Linked DNA regions of Mus musculus: region 2 is linked to region 1. A link is a contact called in public Hi-C data. All regions are on one chromosome and are shown on one strand. Each heading gives the region's core, a stretch centred on a gene start, on an enhancer-like site or on the middle of the called end of the contact. The rest is flanking DNA. Distances are from core to core; before and after follow the strand shown. Region 1 overlaps Sptb (spectrin beta, erythrocytic). Region 2 holds the start of Gpx2 (glutathione peroxidase 2).

Evidence for each region. A called contact is a pair of places that touch in the nucleus more often than the background predicts.
Region 2: a Hi-C map of embryonic stem cells shows a contact between it and region 1, with 4 times the contacts expected there. The contact joins the promoter of Gpx2 here to the enhancer-like site in region 1. A contact is called at or near these places in 1 of 39 promoter capture datasets (maxillary cranial neural crest), 6 of 484 Hi-C or Micro-C datasets (CD4 T cells, embryonic stem cells and nephron progenitors) and 3 of 9 other capture datasets (adipose tissue, liver and pancreatic islet).

What each region holds. Positions count from the first base shown.
Region 1 is chr12:76,690,532-76,696,426 of GRCm38.p6, forward strand. All of the region lies in intron 1 of Sptb (spectrin beta, erythrocytic), which reads right to left. Among named protein-coding and RNA genes, the nearest start is that of Sptb, 17 kb to the right of the region's middle. Within about 2 kb of position 4,535, at least 122 of the 459 cell types and tissues checked have an H3K27ac peak or open chromatin away from gene starts, as enhancers often do. A contact at or near this core is called in embryonic stem cells and pancreatic islet, where this site is marked.
Region 2 is chr12:76,792,826-76,798,627 of GRCm38.p6, forward strand. Gpx2 (glutathione peroxidase 2) reads right to left here and starts at 2,729. Exons shown (of 2, transcript NM_030677.2): 1 at 2,329-2,729; 2 at 1-175. The coding sequence starts at 2,550. Rab15 (RAB15, member RAS oncogene family) reads right to left here. Exons shown (of 7, transcript NM_134050.5): 7 at 5,135-5,802.

The DNA of each region.
Region 1 (5,895 bases), core at 3,285-5,784:
TTCACCTGCCCGAGACTCCATTTCTCGGAGCTGGATTTCCATCGCTCGGCTTTTCCTGGGTTCTCGCGCCCTTAGTACCTTGGGTCATTCTCACAGTTACTAGGTCTTCTGCCTCAGCTGATATGCTACATGGATGCATTCCTCAAAATCAAGGCCTCTGTGCTGCCCCTCCCATGATCCTACCCCATAGGCCAGGCTAAGGGCTGTTGTCACCCCACCCATTCCCAGCCCCTCCCTGACTCAAACTCCCTGGAGAAGCTCCCGAGGCACTCGGGCTGAGACTTCCCTCCCAACATCTAAACACTGAATTCTGGCTTTCAACCTCCTCCCCGGGCCCAAAGTTACTGCGTCTTCTTTAGGCTGAAATCTTCAGAAATTATCAATGTCAACCTCTTAGATACCAGAGCTAGAAGGACGGCCATTTCAGCAGCTATCAGTTCACCACTGGCACTGTGACCTCTTTCAGGACTCCTCTGATCCCCTCCTGAGGTGATCCTATACTTGCTAAACTGCTTTTAATGTCTGGGATTGAGGAGAATCTCCTGGATTGTCCATGGAGCGATCAACAACTCTCTTGTCAGTACAAAATGAATTTTTTTAAAACAAAGTTAAGAAAAATTTGAAAATCTTTTCTGTCCTGGCTGGTTTTAGATGTCAATTTGGCACAAGCTAGAGTCATCCTTTGAGGAAATGAGTCCTTGGGCTACAGCCACAGCCCAAAGGCATTTTCTCAACTAGTGATCAATGAGGGAGGGTCCAGCCCATTGAGGGTGGTACCATCCCTGGGCTGATGGTCCTGAGTTCTATAGGAAAGCAAGCTGAGCAGGCCATGGGAAGCAAGCCAGTAAACAGCGTCCCTTCATGGCCTCTGCCTCAACTCCTGCCTCTGGGTTCCAGCCCTGCTTGAGTTCCTGTCCTGTCTTCCACCAATGATAAACTATGACCTGGTACCATAAGCCAAAGGGTTCTTTTCTCTCCAACTTGCTTTTTGATCATGGTGTTTCACTGCAGAAATAGAAACCCTAAGACATTTCCCAAAAACAAAAAACAAACAAACAAAGGAAACCCCACTTTCTTTGTTGTTTTATTTGGTTTGGGTTTTTAAAGATCAGCTGGCCTTGAACTCCTGATCCTTTTGTTTCTCTTTCCCTCCTGCTGGGATTACAAGTGTGTCCTGCTATGCCAGATTCTTTCGAATATTTCTGGATGGCAAAACATATTTAACTGAAGAGGTTTCTGCTTGTAAGACCTTTGGTTCTTTATGCAATGGCACCTATAAAGATGGACACAGGGACCTCACTAGCCCCCACAGGAAGTCCTGGCACCTCCGAAGCTCCTGTGTCACCTCTTCTGTGCCATCCCTACTGTCCCAGCTTAAGTCACTTAGGCCCTCAGTACATTTCTCCATGACATCCTAATAAACACCAATCCCCTGTTCACAACTGCATGGATTGAAGGTGATCTGACTGTAACGTCTGTCACCCCATTGATCATCAGGGTTGATCCATTGCTCTGGCTGGCTAAACAGGTGTCTTTTCCCTCCTTCCCTCCCTCCCTGGTCCAGAATTAGATGACCTCCCTGATAAAGTAGGTTCACTCTTTGCTCAAGATCTATGAGTAGCCATGATCCTCTGCTAAAAGCTTCAAAACAGTCTCTCAAAACTTCTGGTGCTACCATAAGGATCTATAAGTCATTCATGGTCAGTCTCTATGTCAAAGACTCTAACGGTCTAGCCTCAGCACAGTTTAGGATTCCTTCATCATGACATTGGTCAATCTCAAGGTCAAGGACTATTATGGTCTGGCCTCAGCATACCTTTGGATTCTTCCATCATGACATCTTCTCACTCATCCTTTTGTTTTGTTTTGTTTTGTTTTTTTGAGACAGGGTTTCTCTATATAGCCCTGGCTGTCTTGGAACTCACTCTGTAGACCAGGCTGGCCTCCAACTCAGAAATCCGCCTGCCTCTGCCTCCCAAGTGCTGGGATTAAAGGCGTGCGCCACCACGCCCGGCCCCTCACTCATCCTTTACCTACGCATTCCATTTGGCCCGTTAAACGCCGGCTCTCCCACTTGTTCCTCATGCTCTTTGGCAAAGGCTGCCTTCTCTGTGTTCCTAGCCCAAACCAGTTTTGCTTCCTGAACCCCTAGAGCTTGCTGTAGCTCAGGAAAAGACACGGCTCTGCTTTATGTCACACCACAAGCCTCTCAAGAGCAGGGAATGTACATCAGTCGCCTCTGTCCTTCCCATACAGCCTAGCACATACCGGAGGATAACACACTCAGAGAGCAGCTGGCCACTGTCTCTCACCTCCCGGCACCACATCTGTCCTGGCCCCATCACAACTTAGCTCTCCGTGTCATTACTGTGTTCATGGTGAGTTACTATGTTTAAAACAGCCGGTGCTAAGGAACTAGATTTGAAATGCTTTGTTTTTTTTTTTTTTTTTTTTACATTTCCAGGAGCCTAGCATTCAACTGTATGACCTCAAGTAAACCTAGTCTGACTAGCCTCAGCTTCCCCATCAGTAAAATGGGAATGGTGATATCTCATCCTTTGTCTTGCCAAATAAAGGAGTCAAGGAACTTGAAGCTCGTAGCAGGCCAGGCACATGGGTTAGGAGTGAGTGATAAAAACAAATAAAGGCAGAGCCTCAGAGCTCTCCAAGTGTGTGGGTCATGTGACCTTGTCAGCCATATCCTTCTTGGATACTTCTAAAAGTAGGGATTCTTACTTTAACAGCATGAATCTAGAACTCAGATTCTATAGTCCCGCCTTCTCTTCTAAGACTATCATGTAAAGGTGCTCTCTACCTGTTAGGAATGAGTATGTCGGGCCAAGGTGCCACTCGCCTTTAATCCCAGTTCCCAGGAGGCAGATCTCTATAAATTCAAGGCCAGCTTGGTCTACAGAGGGAGTTCTAACCGGTCAGGACTACATAGTGAGATTCAACAAAAGAATAAGGAAAAATAAATAAATAAATAAATAAAAAACAACAACAACAACAAATCAAAAGAAAAAGAACAAACACATGTACATGCACACAGATATTCACCTACACAAATATTCACAAATTGGTAGCTATGTGCATATGTCTAGCATGGAAATACAAGACATTGCCAGTAGTGGTCATATCAAATAAAACATCTGTACTACTCTGCACGCTTGGCTTCTTTTTATCATGGGTATCTGTTCATGTTATAATTTCTAAAATAAATAAATAAAAATTTAAAAAATAATTGTAGAGGCAGGGTCCGAGAGATGATCGTCAGGTAAAGGTGCTTACCCAGACTAGCCATTCCTATAGCTACATGACAGAAAGCGAGAAGTGACTCCCAAGGTTGTCCTCTGATCTCCACATGAGCACAGTAGCACATGCCACCCCCAGCACACAAACACACACACACACACACACACACACACAAATGTTAGAAACTGTAAAGACAAAGACAGAAGAGGCCAGGTGAGCAGGTGAGCAGGCCGGGACCTGGGCCTCATGTACAGAGTTCTACAGCTAAAAATCATCTGTCACTCCAGGTCCAGCAAAGCTGATGCTCTCTTCTGGGCTCCGTAGGCACCAAGCATACATGTGGTGCATAGACATGCATGTAGGCAAGACACCCACACTCATAAAATTAAAAATAAAGGGGCGGGGAGGAAAGAAGAAACTTTTTTTTTTCCCGAGACAGGGTTTCTCTGTGTAGCCCTGGCTGTCCTGGAACTCACTCTGTAGACCAGGCTGGCCTTGAACTCAGAAATCTGCCTGCCTCTGCCTCCCAAGTGCTGGGATTAAAGGCCGCCACCACACCCTGCTCAGAAAAGAAGAAATTTAAAAAGAAACAAACAGTCTGGCAGTGGTGGAGTATGCCTTTAATCCCAGCACTTGGGAGGCAGAGGCAGGCGGATTTCTAAATTCAAGGCCAGCCTGGTCTACAGAGTGAGTTCCAGGACAGCCAGGGCTATACAGAGAAACCCTGTCTTGGAAAAAAAGAAAGAAAAGAAAAGAAAAGAAAAGAAAAGAAAAGAAAAGAAAAGAAAAGAAAAGAAAAGAAAAGAAAAGAAAAGAAAAGGAACAAACAACAATGGAATCAGATGTTTTTCAGGAATGGTTTTAAGGGTACTGCTAAGTATGCAAGGTGCTTTGCGAGGACATTTTATGTATAGACCCATCTTTCTTTGAGTTCTGATGTCTCAAGTATCAGGTTTTGAGAAAGAAAACGTAGCTGCAACTTCATCTCCATCCTCTTCTCAATTCAACAAGAAAGCATCCCTGCTGTTTTATAGACAGAGAAAGCAAATGTAGTCTGAAATGATCACTTGCCAACCAAACACGCTGAATGCGCTGCTCACTAGACTTCGCTGTTTGCAAAGACTTATGACTGCCAGAAGTTTTTAGCTCCCTATTCATTCTGTCCCTCCTGCAGAGGAGGCGCTAGGCATATGCAAAACAAGCAGAAGGCTCTCTTTGCTGGTGGAGCCCGGGTGAAATGTAGAACGACTTCCTCCGGGGCCACAGTATAAACAAAGCTGGCTCCCAGCAGAGGCAGGAAGTATCTAACCCTCGGGAACCAGTCTGCGTCTCTCCCCAACCTGAGAGCTTCACCTTGAAGATGAGCGATTCACTGCAGTCATTTTCTGAGTGTTTTCTGGGTCAGAAGCAGTGAGAGCAGCCGTGCCCAGGCTGCCAGCGAATTGCTACACTGAGAGTGCAGAGCCGTGTTAACGTCTCTACTATGCTCACCCCCTGCGCTCAGGCAGCCTGGGTGAGAGGAGCCCAGCTGGACTACGGCAGCTGAGTACTTTTCCAGTCTCTGGGCAAAGTGACTTCACCCAGTTTTGCAATGCAAATGACCTGGTTTGTCCTCCTAGGTGTGGGTTTCTGTCTTGGAGGAGGATACTCACTTCCTCTCCCAGAGTTCTTGGCTTGACGCCTCAGTCCTTGCACCTGTAAACACCTCCATTCTTCTCAGAACTCCACACAATAAAGGCACCCTCTTCTATCCCCGCAGTTTTCAGTCGGCACATACAGGATTTGATCTACTCAGTTTATATGTAGGACCCTACAGATTAAATGGGAATCGAGACCAGAGAGCAGCCTACAAAGGAAACCATCTCCCAACATGAAGAGGATCGGTCCCTCAAAGCCATACCCAGCCGAGCCACTGGCCACTGAACTGTGACCGGTGACCTCTGCTGTGGCACCTAGCATCTTGCAGCAGGATGATTACTGGTTTTCATGGCTTCCTAGACCTTCTAGAAGCTCCTATGCATTTAGTCGACTCTCACACGGTTAAATGTGTTGACCACTACTATATCTGCTTCTTTGACCACTATATCTGCTTCTTGCCAGCCTCTCTATTATGCCCCCCAGACAGAACACACTGAGATCCCAGCTGACTACCCTGGCCGAGTTCCCTCCTGCCCTCAAGACACCATCACACAGGCCCTCTGTTTATCGGCTCATCTCAGACCCTACACACATATTTATAGAGGCCGCCTCACCCCACTCAGTGACTTTGGCAGCCAAACAGCAGCTCCTACCAATCCCTAGGCACAGAATGGGGCAGCAGTGGGAGTGTGCCTATGACAGAAAGTTTTGTTGAAGGAAACAAAAACACACCCAAAGGCCTGAGCAAGCAGAATGCTAGTGAGTCCAGCCATTGGTGAAACTCACTTTGTGTTGGGGTAAGGCAGAAAAGAAAGCAGAATTAAGCATTACAGCTTTATACAATATGGCTTCCGCTTCGTTCGTCTACAGACGAGCAATGTACCCAGGAAATCAAAACTTCTCTACAGGAATGTGGGAGGGGTTTTTTTTCTTCCTGAAATGTGTTCCTTAACCCCTCCCCCTTATAAAACAAATCTTACATAGATGCATCTGGGGCGGCCATCA
Region 2 (5,802 bases), core at 1,479-3,978, 100 kb after region 1:
GGGAGAACGGGTCATCATAAGGGTAGGGCAGCTTGTCTTTCAGGTAGGCAAAGACAGGATGCTCGTTCTGCCCATTGACGTCACACTTTTGGGTAAGACTAAAGGTGGGCTGGTACCCACCCCCAGGTCGGACATACTTGAGGCTGTTCAGGATCTCCTCGTTCTGACAGTTCTCCTGGATGAGAAGACAAAGAGCATGAAGAAAGGGAGAAGAAACCCAGGGTGCACCAGTGCAAATCTTTTCTTCCCCAACACTCCTCCATGATCTCTCCTTCCTGTGTGTGCATGTGTGTGTTGCACATATGTGTTTCTTCTCCATTTGCTCTGCCTTTCTCTCTCTCTCTCTCTCTCTCTCTCTCTCTCTCTCTCTCTCTCTGCCATTGTGTTGTGGGTTTTTGTACTTTTTACATTTATTTTATACTGAGTGCCACCTTTGCACGTCAGAGAACAACCTATGAAATTGACTTCTCTCCTTCTACCACCTGAGTTCTGAGAACTGAATTTAGGTCATCAGGTTTGCGGCAAGTGCTTTTGCCCATTGAACCATCTCACCAGTTATGGCCTTGGTGGAAAGGAGGCTACACCCAAAACTTTGGAGGCCAGGGAATACCACATGATTTAAGGAGAGTCCACTCTCACAAATTGTGCTCTAACCTCTATCCATGCACTGTGGTGTGTGCACACCCTCACACACATTCCAATAAACAAGCAAACAAACAAACAAATGTAGTTAGAGATTCAGCACTTTTTAACAGTTGCTTCAGGCCCTAATCTACCCTGGGCAATTAACATAATGGTGTTTGGTGCTTTAAGGAACCTTGAGATCAGGGAAGAGAAGGAAAGGAGGCACTTCTACCTGCTGTTGGTAAAAGTTGTCAGTTAAGGTTTAATTAGTCCAGGACCCACAATGATGTGATGTCCACAAATGTGCATGCTTGCACACAACCTACCATTTTCCCTTTCCTCTGCCCTGATTGTGCTCTGGCTCTGTAGATATTGAGTTATGACTCCTTTCAGCAGCCAGCCAGCCAGCCAGCCAGCCACAAGTGAGGTGTAAGGCCAGAGGCATCTCCTGGGTTGAGAAACACCTCCAATGGGGTTTAGCCCTTCCTGTCTCTCCCCGGCAAAGTCTGAACAGAGGCTTCAGGGGGAAGGACCTGTGAGCATAGTGATGGCTGGGTCTCTGGTTTATCTCAGCCATCCTTCCTGTGTATGTCCCAGACATCCTTCCTGTGTACCTTCCTGCCACTGCAATTTGAACTATGACGACTCTAATTAGAGAGTCCACTTAGGGACACCTGGCTTGCTAGTACAGTTAAATCATAAAGAGAAACAGAATCCCTAAAAGATAGCTTGAGGCGTGCATGCTGAAGCTCTGTAAGAATCTGACCTGTTATTCAGAGACAGAAGGCGCACGTGATGTCCAGAGGAGGTGAGTGCACGCTTCGGACCTTTCCCTTCTCCCATATTCCTTTTCCAGCTTGCTGATTAGAAACAAGCCTTTAAATAATACTCGCACACTATTTCCACATCTCTCTCCTTACTTTTCATGTGTCTTATGCCATGAGCCTCACAGTAAACTTATGAGCTAAGTCAACTTCTATTAAACCAACACATGTGGAAACTCAAACAGAAAACTAAGCCACCTCTCTCAATGGTCTCAGAGCCATTAAAGCATTGAACCAAGGCAACCGGAACTAAGTAAGGACTCCCAAGTCACCGACATCTCAATCCCAATTGTTTGTCTAAGACGAGTTCTTCAGGTTCATATTTGCTATAGTCAGGGGATCACCTTGAATTTCTGACCTTCCTGTCTCCATCTTCCAAGTGCTGGGATTAGAGGTAAGCTATCACAGCTGGCTTATGCAACACTTAGGATCAAACCCATGGTTTCACATAGGCTGGGCAAGTAATCTACCCACTGAGCTGTATGCACAGTGATTTTTTTGAGACCTTGCTGGTAAGCCCAGGTTAGTGCCAAACTCACATCAATCCTAGGAGTACAGGAATGTCCCTCCATGCCAACGTAGTGATTCTTAACCTATTTTCTCCACTCATTTGTTCAACAAGTAACTAATGAAGTACTCAAAGACACAGTGGAGAGACCTGGAAGCAACCCTCATTTTGGAAAGACAGTACTAAAAGGCACACCCTCAATGCTTACTCTTAGACCATATCTACTTCTTCCCTGTGATGTTTTACATTCACCTAGACCTCAATTGATGCAGCATGCCCTTCAAGTCCAGATATCCCAAGACACACTCAACCCTTTCTTCCACTCAAGCTCTGTCCATCAACTCCTTGGATAGAACCCAAGGAACTCCTCACCTGATGTCCGAACTGGTTGCAAGGGAAGCCGAGAACTACCAGGCGCCTGGGAAAGCGACATTGCAGCTCATTGAGCTGGTTGTAGTCCCGGGTAGTTGTTCCTCAGAGTGACGCCACATTCTCAATCAGCACAGCCCTGCCTCTGAACGTATTGAAGTCTATCTTCTCCCCATCCAGGCCAACGGCACTGAGATCGTAGAACGACTTGGCAATGTAAGCCATGCTGAAGAGCAGTGAGCCCTGCCCTGCTCTGTGAGCCTCCTTAAGTCCTTTAGACCGGTGGGAAGAAAGGAGGAGCCGGAGAAGACCGAAAGGACTTCACAAAGGGCCTTTGAGCATTCCCGGGATGACTTAGCAAAAAACAGGTACCCACCTGTGAACTGTTTGAACAAGGCTGTAGCTCCTCCCACTTACTGCCACTGAACAAAGCCACCTTCTGCCCCACCCCACTGGCAACCTGGAAAGGGCCAATTTGATATCTGTGAGCAGATGTGAATAATTCACTCCTTGCTGGAAACCAGAGCCATAAAGGTCAAGTGGGGAGGAAAGAAGGGAGGGAGGATGCAAGATTGACTTCTGCTTGCCCCAGCAAGTTGATTTTGCCTGGCACAGACATCTGTCTCAACACATTTATTAGAGCATCAGTCTCTGAGTTGTGGGAGACAAGATATGCTTGGGTCTGAATTCTCAAGTGGAATCAAAGGGACCCTTGGGAGGAGAGTGTGTTGTTTTCCAGTGCCTCAGTTTGCACCAGGCAGAGGGACGAAGATGTGTTTGTCTTAGGAAGCCTTTTAGTGAATGATGTTCCTTGTCCTGGAGAACACTGGGGTCTTTGTCCCTGTACTGTAGCATGTCCTACATTAGGACATCCACCTCCGCTCTCCATTCCCAAGCCAGTCATGAGGATGGAGTCCTTGCTGACTTAGTGATCAGGACCCTCAGAATGGATGGTAAAATTCTGGGTAGACAACTGTACCTATCTCCCTCTCAGACAGGTTCAGTCTCTGAGACTTTTTGGAGGAGGCTTGTGTGAATGTGTGACCCTCTCCTCACAGGAGGTGACATGCAGGAAGGCAAAGCAGCTGCGGTTCCAGGTAGGCCACTAAGACATCCTCAAAGCCAGCCATGTATGATGGGCGATCTCTGGCCTGCTGAGGGCTGTCATCGGAGCCCACTCTTGGGAGCTCAGCAGCTGAAAAGACCATAATGCCACTCCACGGTCCAAGCATGAGCTAACTGAATCAGGAACTTTTCAGAAACCCTTGATTTCCCCCATCAGTAAAACTAACCATTGGGTTTATCCTGGCTATTTTAATAAGGCAAATGTTTTCCTATCCAGTGAGAGCTGTCTCCTAGAAGAGAGTCAGCAAGAGTGGCACCCAGCCTTCCGGATCTGATTTGTTGGGAGACAAAGAAACTACTTCCCGGGAGTGCCTTCACTTCTGCTGCATAGCTTGTTTAAGGGTGTGGAGCTCATTGTCTGACAGCTCCCTAAGAACAAGTTTCCATTATCCAAGTGGGAATGGAGTCTTTCGATGCCATAAATGGTGGCAAGAACTTAATTCTTCTGAGGGCATGACAGAATCCCTAGGCACAGCCAGTGACTATTGCTACCAAGCTACAGAGTCAGAGGGACTTGGCAATGGTGTAAATAAGAACTTGATAGTAACCTGCCAGGTTCCTCCGCCCTCTAGAGCTTCCTCCAGCACCCGGGGCTTCCAGAGAGAAGGATGCTTTTCTTTGCTGCCTCTTTGTAAGCCCTCTTCAGGCAAGTCCTGAGTCTGGAGTGGCTTCATACTTCTTCAAGAAGACCTAGAGCCCTCACGGGTCTCCTGGAGGCTCACTTCTTACTGCTGAGTAAAACCATTAAGATATTCCTAAAATATCTGTCTGCAGGTGTACACATTGCCTCCACTTTCCAGAGGCTTAAGACTTTGGGTACGCACTAACAAAGCTTGCTTTCCCTGTGGCTTTCTGCAGCAGAGTGCTTGTCCTTAGTCATAGTAGGTGGGCGGATCTCGGTTCTGACTGTAAAAGAATTGCTTATAGAGAACTTTCTAGATAGATATTCCAAAGCTTTACTATCTCTACTCTGGGTTCTAGGAAGTCCAGGGCACTGACTTTTATTTATAACTCTGCTATTTCCTTGGAACTCTTGGGTGAAGTCTTTAAAGCTCTCTGAGAATCTGCTTCCTTATCTGTTGGACTCATAAAGATAACCACTCCTTCCCGCACAGCAAGTGTTCAGAATCAGGCAAGTGCTCGGATTTAGGACTGCCACTTCCTTGCTGTTTCACTCCTTCCCTCATCCTCCTGCCCACCTCGGCTGTCTCCAGCATCTCCATACTGCCAACACCTCACCTTCCTAGGTTCCAATCCAACCTAGGCTCCCATGGGCTATCTCATGGGATGGGCTATCTGGAATACAGAGAACGCCCGTGCTTGCTCTGTTCCAGTGAATCTGAAACAATCCTTCCTAATGCCTCCAGGAAGGACTTTTCTGATCTAGCTATAACACATGGCCAGCCACCATCTTGGATTTAAAGATCCCCATGTTGCCCACCTTTCTCCTAGTCCTCCCCTTGCTCCTGTGAGCTCACAGGTGGGCAGTGGGGGTGGGGGGTGGGTTGCTTTGGGCTCTTCTGCAGATGTCACTAAGGAAGACAGATAAAGCTCACCAGGTCCCTTGTCATTCTGGGCTTTAGGATTCTAGGACCTCTTCTCTCAGTTTCACTGTCTCCCATGTCACCATCAATGTCCTGATAATACTTTGTCCCTCACAGAGATTCATACAGACCCACACACCTATGGTTTGAAATATTCTTTATTTTGTAAACATTTGTGTTTAAAATAGATGAACCCTGCTCACAATTCATATAATGGACCCAAGACACAGTACACAAAGGTCACCCATCACAGGGAGATAGTGGGACTCAGGTGGTGTACCAGGGTGAGTTGATCTCAGGTCATGGGCAGACAGGCCAGGAAAGCCTGCTGAACAGTCAAGGCCAATGACACAGCCCAAGCCACATCCCAGACTGGCAGTTAGGGTGAGGCAAACTCCAGAACAGAGCAAGCACAGGTGTTCTTCATAGCCCAGCCTCCTTCTGTTGCTATACTTCAGGGTGACCACGGTACAGAGTCACAGCCCCGAATTCCCTCCCAGAATCCTCAAGGTAATAAAAAAAATCAAGTCCTTTCTTAAGAGGCTGGGACAAGACAGTGACACTTGGGACAGCCTGTGCCCTGTAGAAGCTCCCCTCAGGTCCCTGGCTGAAGGCAGGTCTGCTACCGAAGGCTTACTACTACCCAGGAGTCAGTCCCCAAGGAAGCCACCTCAGCCAGTCATGGTCCAGTCTTCACAACACTGTTTCTCTTTAGCGAACAATGGACTATTGTTCCCGGCTCCTTTTCCCTCCACCAGTAAATCCTGAGCTGTTCTCTTCTGCCTGCTTCCTTGTTTGCTAAGTCAGG